4 separate regions of the Gossypium hirsutum genome follow, and all the other regions are linked to region 2. Evidence: chromatin contacts called from public Hi-C data. All regions are on one chromosome and are shown on one strand. The core of a region is the stretch at or near the end of the contact, and the rest is flanking DNA. Distances in the headings are between cores, read along the strand shown. Region 1 holds the start of LOC107948812 (transcription factor MYB124). Region 2 holds the start of LOC107910294 (UBX domain-containing protein 4). Region 3 holds the start of LOC107910596 (protein NO VEIN). Region 4 has its middle 16 kb from the start of LOC107949360.

Region 1 (3,177 bases), core at 625-3,124, 370 kb before region 2:
GCCTGAAACCACCTTTGCTATTTCTGTCCATCTATTGCCAAATATTTTTTGAGCCTGCAAATCACCTTATGTCATCAGCACATTCAGGATCTACAGAAACACTTATCCAAACTGAAACTAAGTGGCTGTTGTTTGCCCTACTTTTGAAAGACAAAAACTGTGTCAATTAGTTTAAGGTCTGGCCTACCTCTCTCTATATATTTGTTTTTCCTGTTTGGAAAACTCAAAACCTACTGTACCAGTAACATGCAATAGCCTGATACAACTGATCAATGAAAGTAACATTTCCTCCAAATACATCATAAGAAGATAAGTTCTTGAAAAATTCATTTCAAGTTTTATTAAAGTAACACTGACCCCATTTAACTTGAATGGAAATGGAGGTTTTAAACTTATTTAATTACCTCACATAAAAGCATATCTTCCTCTGGTGACCATCCTCCTTTCTTGAAATCAGAATTCAAGTATGTGTACCATCTGTGTTTTTGTTGTGACAAAAAAAGACATTAGATTAAAAAGTCAAACAAGACTAAAAATGATCAAACTTTTGGAATCATCATGGTTTCACCAACCTTCTTCTGCACTGCCTTGTGGTTTTATCCTTGAATTTAGAGGCAATGATCGCCCAGCTGCACTCAAACATTAAAACCAACACAAATCCATTCAATTTCATCCATCATTAAAAAAACAACAAACAAACCCTTCAAATGAACGAATGAATGAATAAAAGGCTCACTTTTGAGTCCCATGTAAACTGATTTGTTCTCGAAGTATATCATCTTCCTGCAAACACCCCCCCCCCCAATATCAAATTAATAAGAACCCCCCAAAACAAAGAATCAATCAATCAAATAATAAACAAAACAGAGGGAACCAAAGAAGAAAACTATTTTAAAAAAGAAAAGAAAACCTCTTGATTCCACGTCACTATATGACGCTCCTTCTTCTTGGAATCTTCATTGCCACCATTCTTCTTCTTTGTTTCCTGCATATTCTTTTTCTTCTTTACTCTAATCTCTGTCTCTCTTAGTTGCTGGCCTTCCTTGACGCTCCCTTCCCTTTTATTAAAACCCAAGTGGCATCCTCAAAAAGCCAACCCTTTATTATAAAAAAAAAAACCATGAAAAAGGGAACCAACGCTTCCACTTCCCTCTCTTTTATCTTTTTTACTACAAAACTCACTGTTGGGTTCAAACGGAATCCTTATTACTCTCAATAACTCTATGCTTTGTTTCCCCCTTCTACTCCGTTATTCCTCGGATGCTAACCCTTTCTTTTTCCTGTTTATACTTAGAAAATAGAATCACAACGTCTCCACCAGTTATATGGTCAATAAAAGCTTGAGCTTTGTGATTCAAATGTACATGTATATACGTAGAATCGAAAAGGGTAGATCTATAATGGATAAAAAGAATTAAAACTTTGAAGAGAAGGGAAATGGAAGAGTGATGGAATGATGAATCTGGAAGAAATATATATTTTGGGCTTTTTTCTTTCAAATAAAGAGAGAAACTTTTTGGAAAAATACTCTCTTTCTTGCAAGGGTTTTTTAGGATTTATTTTGTTGATTTCAAACAATGGAAGAAAAGAGCTAAAAAATATTAATTTAAATCAACGGATTCTTGCTTTAGTGCGCGGGTATGAAGAAGAGTTTGAAAATATTAAAAGAAAAAGAAAATTAAATAAATAAATAACGCCGAATTTCATGACGCTGTTATGAATGCCCTGGACACTTACCCCACTCTGCTCCTAAAGCAAACCCTATTTTTACTATTTTCTTATTTTTATAAATTTAATAATTTATCCATTTTCTTTTCTGTTTTTTTCCCTGAACTATGATGATTTTAGCGGACATAAAAACTGATGAACCTTCGTATTTCTTCACATCACAGCTCTTCTTCTTATATATATTCTTATTTTGGGGGGTGAATTTTAGTTTTCAAAATTCAAAACAATCCCCAGGCGCAACATATTCACGTGAAAGAAACGCGTGTGTTGATTGGATGTAATGCCTGTGCATCAGTCAACGTTGATGGTTTTCATTGGGCAGTGCAACGCACGTGAATAGTTTGCATCATTGGAATTGGGCTTTTTATTATTGTTTTTGGCTTAATTTTCTGACGCGACAAGTTCTTTTTAATGGCATTTTGTTTGTGTTATTTTATTTTCTTAAAAATGAGATGCTTTTGCTTTCATATTCATTCGATTTTCTCACCTTCCATTTGTTTGGTTGTTTGTTCATGTGAAGCTTATTAATTCCAGTTAGATTTTTGGAGGGAAAAATACCAAATCAAAAATAGGAAACTTCTCTTTTGGTTATTGGTTTGGATATTTAATGATCCAACACAAACATTGTTTGTCTTTTCTAAAGAAGAAAATGACAATATATATTCCAAATTCAACATTTTTACCTTGAATATTCTATTATTATTTTATTTGTTACAAATACCAACTTTAAATTGTTTAACTCATGATTTTGCATTTATATCACATTTTCTTTAAAATATTTCACTTACCCATATGGTTTTATATTCTGTCGTTATTTTTTTATATTTTAACAATTCAACCATCATATTTCATTAGAGCGGGCAAAACAGACCTGAGCCCAAAAGTTCGCCCATGCCAATCCAAGTTTATAATGATCAGAATTCGAGGAAATCCAAACCCGAGATAGATCCAATCTAAAACTCAAATTTATGATAATATGTATTTTAAATATTATATGATTATATTAAAATTTTATAAATAATAACACTAAATTATAAAATAAAATAAATTTTAAAAAAATTAATTATGGATATACAATAATTTTTAATGCAATTATTATATATGTATAATAAAAACTCAAAGTTAGTAATTATATAAAAATAAGATGATGTAATAGATTAATTTAATGTTATGAATTAAGCCTAAACAAACTCACCTACTGAATTACTTAAACTTTTAGTTAATGAAAAATCATATTATATGTACTTGTTGTACCCATAATCGTTTGAAAAATGAACCAAAAAAAAACCTCTTAATCACCTTTGGTTTCATTTTTGGTAGGTTCCAAAAATTGTATACTAAGGCAAAATGGGTATATAAGGGCACATGACATGTACAAAATTTAGATAAATTTTTATTATATTTTATTTATATTTTACAATTTTTATAGTTTGTTAGTATTTTTTACTA
Region 2 (3,226 bases), core at 459-2,958:
TCTCTACAAAGTTGACTTGTCTAAGAGTTGAGTAATTTTAAATTTTGTCCTTTAATCAAAACTTCATTTTCTTCTTATATATTTTTAATATATATTTATTACATTTTTTTTATCCAAGAGAATAAATTTTCTCTGCCCCTTTACTTGCCCCTCTAATGTTATTTTGACACTTAGAATAGTAGATTATTTGCAAAGTAATTGAGGTTGTGTGTTAACTCCATCTTGTTTACTAATCTACCAAAAATGGTAAAGAAATGATTTTTTTCCCTAATGTTGGTTCGTATGGAATCTCTTAAAACTTTTTTGTTCTTTAGTTTCTTTTTTTGCTATCTGAAATTTGAGTTTTCTGTTTGAGTTTGATTTGACTATTTGGTTCTTGGAATTTGGGTTTTGGCGCGAATATGAGTTCTGGGTATAAGTTGTTGGTGAATAGGAGGGAGGTGGTAGATGGTGGCTTAGGGTGGTAATTATGGTGAGTGTTGGTTTATGGTCATTGGTTTCAGTGAATGGAGGATGGTAGTGCTGAGGTAGGCGGAAGATGGATACTGTTGGGTGGTGTTAAGATCTGAGAAGGGCATGAGCAAAGGCCTTGGGTACTGAGGTTGAAGGGTGATGATGGATACTGTGAAGGGTGATGGTGGTTCGGGTATGGTGAGTTGGCAATGGTGGAACAAAAATCTATTCTATGGGTGTTTTTCAAGGGGAGTTCGCATGGGGGTTGCCCGGGTTCTCCCCTCTGTTGTGATCTCGTGCCTCTTTACATTTTTACCCTTTTTGCTTTCCATTATTTACTTCATATACGCTGCTACATGCTTGATGGATGCATGATCCCACATCATCATCACGAACTCGGGATTAGCCCTCCAAACAATTAATCTTTTAACCATTTGCAAATCTCAAAGCCAAGGATGCTCCTCCCACCTTTGACTTCTAGCAGGATAATGCATGTGTTTAGAGACGGGAATTGTTGTGCGGATGTGCTCGCTCGCTTGGGAAGAGATCACCTTAAGTGTTTCGCCATCTTTTGGTTTTTTTTGATGACGAGTTCTTTTGTATCTGCAATTCTCCTACAGATTTAGCTCTTCTTATTGCTAAGGATGCTAGGGGAATGTTTTTGCATGCACTGTTTGACTTCTCTGTTTAATGCATAAATGTTCCTTTCTCCAAGAAAAAAAAGAAACTCCAAAATTTACCGACCAACCCTAAGATCTCCTTTATTTATACGGAAAAAGATATATCTTTTATAAGATGGTGGATTCGGTTCAAATCGAATTAGTATTAATCAAATTACTTGAATTGTATAATTCTTTAATTGTTAATTTAATTAAATTTTTTAAAAAAAATAAATTGAATCGAAATATTTCGATTAATTTAGTTAGTTAATTAAAATTTATATGTTTTTTAGCTAAAACAAATATAAAATATATAAAAAATATATTGAAATCAACTTAAATATATTTTTATGTCTTGAAACTACATAAATCTTAAAATTAACACATAATATTAATTATTAAGTTCTGTTAATTTGATTAATTCAATTAATTACTTTATTTTAAACCAAATTAACTAATAACAGAAATTTCAAAAAATTATTAATCAACCTTTAATCGAATTAAGTTTGACCACCGACTAATTAATTAAATTAAATCGAACTGATCTATTAATTCGATTTTAAAGGAAGTTTTAATTCCTTGCCAAATACAAATAAATTTCGTCACCCATCCCGGTCGAGCTACTCACCTGATCACATAGGTTTTATCCGAATTTGGACCAGATGAATTTTAATTTGAATTGATTTTATTTAAGGTAAAATTGTTTTTATTTTAATTTCTTATTTTTAATATAGATATATTTAAAATATTTTTTAATTTTGAAAATGAAAAAAATTTGACTTATGAACACCCGTATCCCTCACCGAGAAAGCACCTTAAAAGGGTGAATCCCAAAAGCCTTATGATACATTTTTTCATCTATAGATTCAGAGAAGAGTCAAGTATCTGAAGAGGGAGCTTTGATCAACGAAATTCCATCGATGGCGGGGGTTTCTTTGAAGTGTGGGGACTGTGGGGCTCTGTTGAAATCGGTGGAGGAAGCCCAAGAACATGCGGAACTCACCTCCCATTCCAACTTCTCCGAGTCCACTGAAGCTGTTCTCAATCTTGTTTGCTCTTCTTGTGGCAAACCGTGCCGATCCAAAATCGTATGACATCCACTTTTACTTTAATTTCGTTAGGGTTTTATTTCAACGTCTTTTATTGTTCTAGTCTTTTCTTGATTTAATCGCGTTTTAAAACTTTGATCTTGTATTGGGCTTAATTTGCATTTTCTCATGAATTGAGTTGGAATTGAAAGTTTAGGGTTTAAATTGAATTGGATCTAACTTGAAAGTCGTGCTTTTGTTACTGTCTTAATTTAATTTAAGTGTTTGCTTAACCGGTACTTATACTCTTCGGTTAAGAATTATTTAGTTACCTTTTGAAGAATTTGTTACTTTTAGTATACTTCTCTTTCAATATATACTTTCGCCAATGCCATTAGGCACTGGTTAGCATTTAATTTGAATTTTGAAGTTTTTCTTTTGTGTTGAATTGGTTTTTGTTTGAGAACTTTTCTTTTGCATTGATTTGGGTCTTTTGAGGACTTGGTAAATTACCTAGGGGAAAGTTGGAAGGTTTGCTATTACAATATGGATGTTTAGATTAAAGGCTTTGGTACATTTTTGTGGCTATGGTTGTTGGTAAGTTTCCATCATTTTGTAGTATTTGTGCATACATTTGTTTCTAATCTCAAAAGGTTGCTTTTGCTTACATGAACTGGATTTTTGCGGGATTTGAAGTTAAAACTACATTTTGATTTTTAAGGAAAATTTTATGCTATTAAAACAAAATCTCAAATGGTTTACAACTCTGTGATACTTTTTTTTTTTTTTTGTAAAATATGTTTTCCATTTTGTGATTTGTGGGGCTTTACTCCTGTTTCATCTCGAAGGAAAGTGATTTGCATACAAAAAGAACGGGGCATACAGAGTTTATTGATAAGACTTTGGAGGCAGCAAAACTAATCAGTTTGGAGGTTCCAAAGGTAGCTAAGGAGTCAGAGGAGGCTATTGCTGCAGGTAGCACCAGTGAGCCTGAAGGTACATTTGCAATTTGTATTTATTTGAAATTTCAAGGTTAAATTGTTTTGTGTCAGTTTCTCATTATATGAAGGGTCATTTACTATTAAG
Region 3 (3,139 bases), core at 148-2,647, 410 kb after region 2:
GAATTTTTAATAATTTTGAAATTTTAAAATAATTTTTACTTTTTTCTAATAATTTCTATAAATTTTCTTAGGCTTATGGTAGAAAAGGGCTTTGAAGAATTAAAAAAAAATCAATTAACCCTTTTAAGTTTTTGCATTCAATTGAGTTCCTAAACTTACAAACTTGATTAAATTGACCTTTTGACTAACTTTGACTGTTAATTTCTAACGGAGTCTTTACGTGACCATTTATGGCTGCTAAGCTAGCCAACATGTACTAACGTGATGGTCCACTTTAGTATCAATGCCACATCAGTAAAAAAAATCAAAATTTTCAAAAAAAAATATTAAATTTCAAGTTCAGAAAGAATCTAGACAAATGATTGTCAGATAAATTTGGATACCCATTTATCCATATTCATTTTGAAATTATAAAAAATCATAAAAATTATAAAAATTCAATATTGATAATATTTATAAAAATAATTATAAAAATGATAAAAATATAAAATTTTATAAAAATCGTATAATGATTTTTTTTATAAATTTTAAAATTTTATAAACGTATATTTTTTTTCTATTTTTATAATTTTTAATTATTTTTATTTTAAGGAAATTTTTTTACAAAATTTGGATTTTTTTATAATTTACTAATTGATCAATATTTTTTAATAGTTTTTTAAAATTTTGGTTTTTGTAATTTTTATAACATCAATGAAAGAGCTGAATTTGTCAATTTTGTAAGTTTAGGGGTTCAATTGGATGTAAAAAGTTAGGAGGGACTTTTTTGATTTTTTGAAATTCTTCGAGTCCCTTTTATACCATTAAGCCATTCTTATGGGTTTTTTTTTTTTAATTTTAGAATGAACATGGACAACCATTTGTTTTTACTTGAATTTTCAAAATATTTTTTTTTTAAATTTTATTTTTTTTGTATTTTTTGTTGATGTGGTACTACCACATCATCAATGGTGTTAATGTGGATCAATTTTATAAGTTTAGGGTTCAATTGAGTGCATAAAATTGAAATGATTGGTTTTTAAATAGAATTTTTGGACTATTCCATATATTTTTATAGTTGAATAGTAAAAAAACAAAGTTACTTTTACCGAATGCTTTTTATCTTACTCGAGTTTGAATATAAAATGTCGATTCCAAATTATATTGTTTTTCATTTAGATATTTAAAGTTTTTTTATTCAAAAGTAGAATTTAAAATGTTAATTTTATCTCAAAAAGTGTATAATGTCTAAGAGCATGTTACCCTATCATGTTTTTATTGAATGATATCCTATTTTGATGAAATTAATAGCTTATGTATGACTTTTTTTTTTGTTTTTTTAAATAGTTTTAATTTAAGTGAATACGAAAATAAAAGAATTCTAAGATAAAAATCCAAATAAATCGTCACAGTATATAATACGCAAAGCTGACAATGCTAATCCCTCCCTAAACCTACATCCTTCTTTCCTTTCAAGATGCGCGGTCGCCATAACGGCCACCGTCCCTTCCGCCCCCCTGGCGGCCATCCTCCATCTCAACCACCATTCGAACCTTCAAATCCAAACTTCGCTCTCCAAGACCCCAACGTTCTCCAATTCCTCCAGGCCCTTATAACTCCAGTCCAACCAAACTTTGCTCTGCAACAAAGCCCTAACAATTTCTTCTTCCAAAACTCTAATGCTTATTCCCTTCCTCAAAACTCTATTATCCCCCAACCACAACCACAACAGGTCAATAACCCCAGCAGCAGCCAAAGTCAGCTCCACAACCATAGAGGCAGCGCCGCCTCTGGCCAAGTCCCGAAGGAAGTCCAGGAAAGAGCAAACCAGGCTGTGAACCAGGCGTGGCGTGAGCTTATTGCTACCGGAAATAGTGTTACGGCATGGAAAGTTTCGGAGGCAGCCTTGGTAGCCCTGCAGGCTGACTCATGGAGCTCGTTAGGATTGGACATGCAGGGGATTCCGTCTCTTCAAAGGCTTATGGCCATTGAAGGAAGGGTAATTACAATACACAGATGATATATCTTTTATATACATACATGCTTAATACATGTATTTTGCAATTTTAGTGGCTATAAGAATGTTGAAATCCTTTGATGGAATAGGGACATTTGGATGCTTTGCTTATTGTTGCTGGTAATGATTTTTATAAGATTAGGGTTCAAATCATACTTCTCAAAGAGATATAGAAAGCATGTTTGAACCAGAAAGCAAAGAATACTTCTGAAGAGTCAAAAGATATGATGCCAATAATCTTTGCAGAATGAAATGCATGTTTTTCTTTGGATTAGAATAGTTATGCCAGAAGGGGTATAGCATTTTAATATTTTGATCCTTTTTTTATTATTTTTAATCAGTTAAAATCTTGCATTTTTACAATTTTCTTTTGTTTAATTACAAGCAAGCAACTGTGGAAACGTAAGTAGCAGACACGCTAAACAAAGCCTTAAGGCTGGTTTTTTTTTTTTTGTATTCTGAGAGTTGAAGACATTCATTAGAAAGTTGGAATTACTGACTTAAATAACTGGTGTTTCTTAGTTTTTCCTTTCAAGGGGACAGGCAGGGCATATTTCGCTATCTACATGGAAAGGAGCTTTTCATGTGTAGTAGACAAATTGAAATTTTCTACTGCCCATTTTTTATCGGTGCAAGATGCCAAATGAAGGCTAAATTATATATTATTTGAAACATAATGGTTATTTTTCTTTCTTTTTTTATTCTTTTTCTAATTTCTTGCTTTCTTCATCTATTTTCTAGGTAAATGCATTTATCCAATGTTTTGCTGGAGTACGAAGAATTACTACATTGTATGAGTTGGAGCTGGCAATATGTGAGAATGAGGGTGTTAGGACATATGAGAAGCTGGAGCTTGGCCCTTTGCTTCGTCATCCACTTATCTTGCGTTATTTTTCAGTTAAAAATTGTACAGAAGTGTTTAAAATAACAAGTGAGGACATAATTGCTCACATCCATGAATTCATTGACGGCCACAAAAATCAAGAAATTCTTATTGATGAATTTCTGGAGTTTGTTGCTGATAAGCAAGCTGCCACAAGCAAGGAAAAGCTTGGTGTGCGTATTCGGAGCTTGGCGTATGTATTCCATATCTCTGTACTTCCTTTAACTAGAAAGAAAGAAGTAGGAAAAGTCTGATGCACT
Region 4 (3,273 bases), core at 497-2,996, 330 kb before region 2:
CTCTTTATTAAAAAGGAGTAAACTGAACCTTGTATGTTAGGTCAAATAGTAAATTAGTTCATTTGTTAAAAATTCCATTCATTTTTATAGTTAAAAGCTAGTCTTATATATTAGCATGACACGTGTCATTGTTTGATTATTTTGTTAGCTATGTCAGTTTTTAATAAATGAAAATTTTAACTAAAAAACTAATTTTCTGTTTTATTTAATGTATAAAAATTAATTTATTCATTTTTTAAGTAGAGAAAATAAAATACAATCTAATTTTTAACCTAGAAAAATACTTTTACCATATCCTAAGCCTTCCTTTACTTAATTCCCTTCTTATTGTTTTACTTTCACTTATTTTTCCTATCGTATGATTAGGTAGCTAGTTAGGATCGAGAAAAGCTTAATTGATTGGTTCAAAGTATGCTTATTTGAATGGCAAAGAAAAGATTTAATTTGAAATTTAAGTTTAAGTGGAAGTCGAATTCCTTATCTTGCTTTAATAAAACAAAAAAAGGGTGAGTAAACCTGAAATAAGGGTACATATGCGGTCAAAGTTAGCATTTAACTTATTTAATTATGCCTGAAATGTCGGTGTTTGGCAGAAAATAAAATGTTGTGCCAACTTTGATTGCTCTCTTCCCTTGGTGCATAATAAAAGGATGTCTAGCAAATATTATGAATTTAAAAAATAAAAACTACTAATGAATTGGGTTGTTAGAGTGATAAGATGATGAACTACTACCTACTTCCACGTCCATATGCTAAAACAAATCACAAGAATTATATGTAGTTAATGGTCCCATAATAGATGTTATCATTAATGCTAGAATTCTCATTTCATATTAAATCCAAATCATACCCCTAGTATGGGGCCTTGCTCCATTTGTTTCCATCTGGTATAATTATAATGTACACAGTTATACTCTAATTAATTTCAATTTGAAGGGACATGAATGCTAATCGTCTACTATCTTTAAAGAGCTAAGAGTCAATCTCCCAATCATATAAACATCTTTGCACTGTTACATTCATTAAATGGGAGCACTATTGAGAATACCCAAAAAGGGGAAATTTTTTATATTTTGTAACAGAAATCTGCAAAGTGGGATCTGGCAAAGGGAGAATTGAAGATGAATTTACATTCTGTCACTCTGAAATGGTGTCTCACTCTTTAGCTACTTTCAATAAAGATGTGTTCATAGAACAGCTCATCTAACACAAAAATATAGCAGGGATTTGCAAAGTTGCAAGCCCCCCCCCTACTCTACTCTATACCAAAACTGTGACTTGACACCTCTTTTAATTCCTCTTTCTGAATTCAGATCCCTCAATCTAATATTATTCTGCCTCCTGATTGTATAAACAAATGGAGTCACTGAAAAGAAGTGGTCAAAAGCACACCCCTCTCTCACCCCCCTAATGAATTGATAAGTACCCCAGCTTCACAGTCAAGGCTTGAGAGGTTGGGCCATTTTCTTCCTTTTCTTTAACTCTGCCCGAGTGAAGTAGGGAGCACTACAGCATGGGACTAGGCATGAACTTTGGAGCCTATTACCAAAATATGTCTACCCTTTGAAGCAGCCATCATAATCCTGTATATCCATACATACGCTAAAAAAATTTATTTTGTCATTATTACAATCTGTCACTATTACTCTTGTTTGTATATACTCATATACGATGTTGATGTTGTAGCTAACAGTAGTCTTATATATCAATCATTATAATCTCTGTCACTATTACAATTGTTTATGTACGTATGATGTTGATGTTGTAGCTAGCAGTAATGTGTCCCCCACATGCTTTACAATTATACCCTGTACACCTTTATGAATTTCTACACTTGGAATCATTACCACCCTAGTGAAATATTATAGCAGGATAGAAACTTGAGTAGGATTTTAGTATTATTTTAAGATGTTGGTAGAAGCATGCTCACTCTTTGAGTCTGGGGATGGTCTCAAGGATGAGGGAAAAATTAATTGTCTGTCTTACTCTTTAACATGATTGCTTACTTTTTCACAGTGAACCCTTTTTTCACATTATCTGTCAGATTCTAACGAGTAAATCTCATTAGTTCCATACCACATAAAAATATCATTGAAACAGCAAGGATGTTTTGATTGGTCTTTTCAAAGTTTTTAACTGAAGTTCATGTCTGTCAAATAAATGATTCACTTTGAAAGCCTTATGGGGACCCCATTCACCCACTCAGTAACATAAACAAGTAGGGGGAGCTTGGTTTGAAGGCCACCTTTTTCCTGCACTCCCCGCTTTAACATAATGAGATTACATTTTCATTCAGCGTTAGGCTCCGAAGCTTAACTGGAGTGGAGCCAGGCTCCAACCCCATGTGTCACACTTGTCATCATAACACTGTCCTTGGGCTCCTTTTTGTTCACTAGGATGCATATGGGCCAGCATTGGTCTAATCAAGTCTAATCCGTAAACAACTTTGCTGCCCTCTTTCGTTTCAAAACCGGTACAGCTCTGGGCCTATCTTCACTTTTCCCTTTGGGCTTCACACTTGTTCAGCCCAAGTCAAGTCAACAGTCTGACCTTCTTGATTTAGTAAGTCAATATGTGGTAAATTCAAGATTAAGAAGTTAATAATGATAAGTTAAAAAGGTAGATTACAAGCAAATCAAAAGTATAGTGAACTGAGTAGGGTCATTGCCACTCGCTAAAGTCCCAAATGTCATACGATAGGAAGGGTGTCTCTTCGTTAATGGCACGAAAATAACCCTTTATTTAAAAAATGTTTAATTACAAAATTGGCCCTTAAAGTATACCATTTTCCCTACTTAAGTACAAGTACTTTTTCCCAAAAGTAGTATCTAAACTTCCAATTTCGTCTCATTTTACCCCAAAAGTGTATGATATCAAATAAAAATGTGCCATGTGTCATGTTTTTATTGGTTGATATTGTGATTTGGGGTAAAATGGTAAAATTGATAGTTTAGGTACCACTTTTGACTAAAATAGACTTTAGGTGCCTAAGTGGGAAAAATGATATACTTTAAGGGCCAATTTTGCATTTAAACCTTTTAAAAAATAAATGGCTAATATTTGTTAAAAGAACCAAGCAAATCACTACATATTTCTTAAGCTTAAGGGCACTTTTGATTGCTCGAATCTTACATTACAACTCATAATGTTACATTTCGAGATGAGATTATGTTATTTGGATTCTCAACATTCTAGCCACCCCATAATCTCATGTTCCCAAATATTGTCAAGATGTTGTAATATTAGGACATAATCCCATTATGACCTATTAAT

What was found. A called contact is a pair of places that touch in the nucleus more often than the background predicts.
Region 1: a contact with region 2 is called in a Hi-C map of leaf, with 2.2 times the contacts expected there. The contact joins the promoter of LOC107948812 here to the promoter of LOC107910294 in region 2. A contact is called at or near these places in 10 of 34 Hi-C or Micro-C datasets (callus, hypocotyl, leaf and 1 more).
Region 3: a Hi-C map of leaf shows a contact between it and region 2, with 2.5 times the contacts expected there. The contact joins the promoter of LOC107910596 here to the promoter of LOC107910294 in region 2. A contact is called at or near these places in 5 of 34 Hi-C or Micro-C datasets (anther, callus, hypocotyl and 2 more).
Region 4: a contact with region 2 is called in a Hi-C map of leaf, with 1.8 times the contacts expected there. The contact joins the enhancer-like site here to the promoter of LOC107910294 in region 2. A contact is called at or near these places in 5 of 34 Hi-C or Micro-C datasets (callus, hypocotyl and leaf).

Annotation. Positions count from the first base shown.
Region 1 is chrD02:38,117,180-38,120,356 of Gossypium_hirsutum_v2.1, reverse strand. It overlaps LOC107948812 (transcription factor MYB124), which reads right to left and starts at 1,874. Exons shown (of 12, transcript XM_016883467.2): 1 at 911-1,874; 2 at 737-783; 3 at 573-629; 4 at 405-477; 5 at 1-54. The coding sequence starts at 991.
Region 2 is chrD02:37,746,700-37,749,925 of Gossypium_hirsutum_v2.1, reverse strand. LOC107910294 (UBX domain-containing protein 4) reads left to right here and starts at 1,708. Exons shown (of 13, transcript XM_041088565.1): 1 at 1,708-1,806; 2 at 1,977-2,200; 3 at 2,989-3,136. The coding sequence starts at 2,033.
Region 3 is chrD02:37,339,646-37,342,784 of Gossypium_hirsutum_v2.1, reverse strand. LOC107910596 (protein NO VEIN) reads left to right here and starts at 1,397. Exons shown (of 13, transcript XM_016838482.2): 1 at 1,397-1,978; 2 at 2,738-3,072. The coding sequence starts at 1,457.
Region 4 is chrD02:38,078,539-38,081,811 of Gossypium_hirsutum_v2.1, reverse strand. No RefSeq gene overlaps it. Among protein-coding and RNA genes, the nearest start is that of LOC107949360, 16 kb to the left of the region's middle. Within about 2 kb of position 1,746, at least 4 of the 9 cell types and tissues checked have an H3K27ac peak or open chromatin away from gene starts, as enhancers often do. A contact at or near this core is called in hypocotyl and leaf, where this site is marked.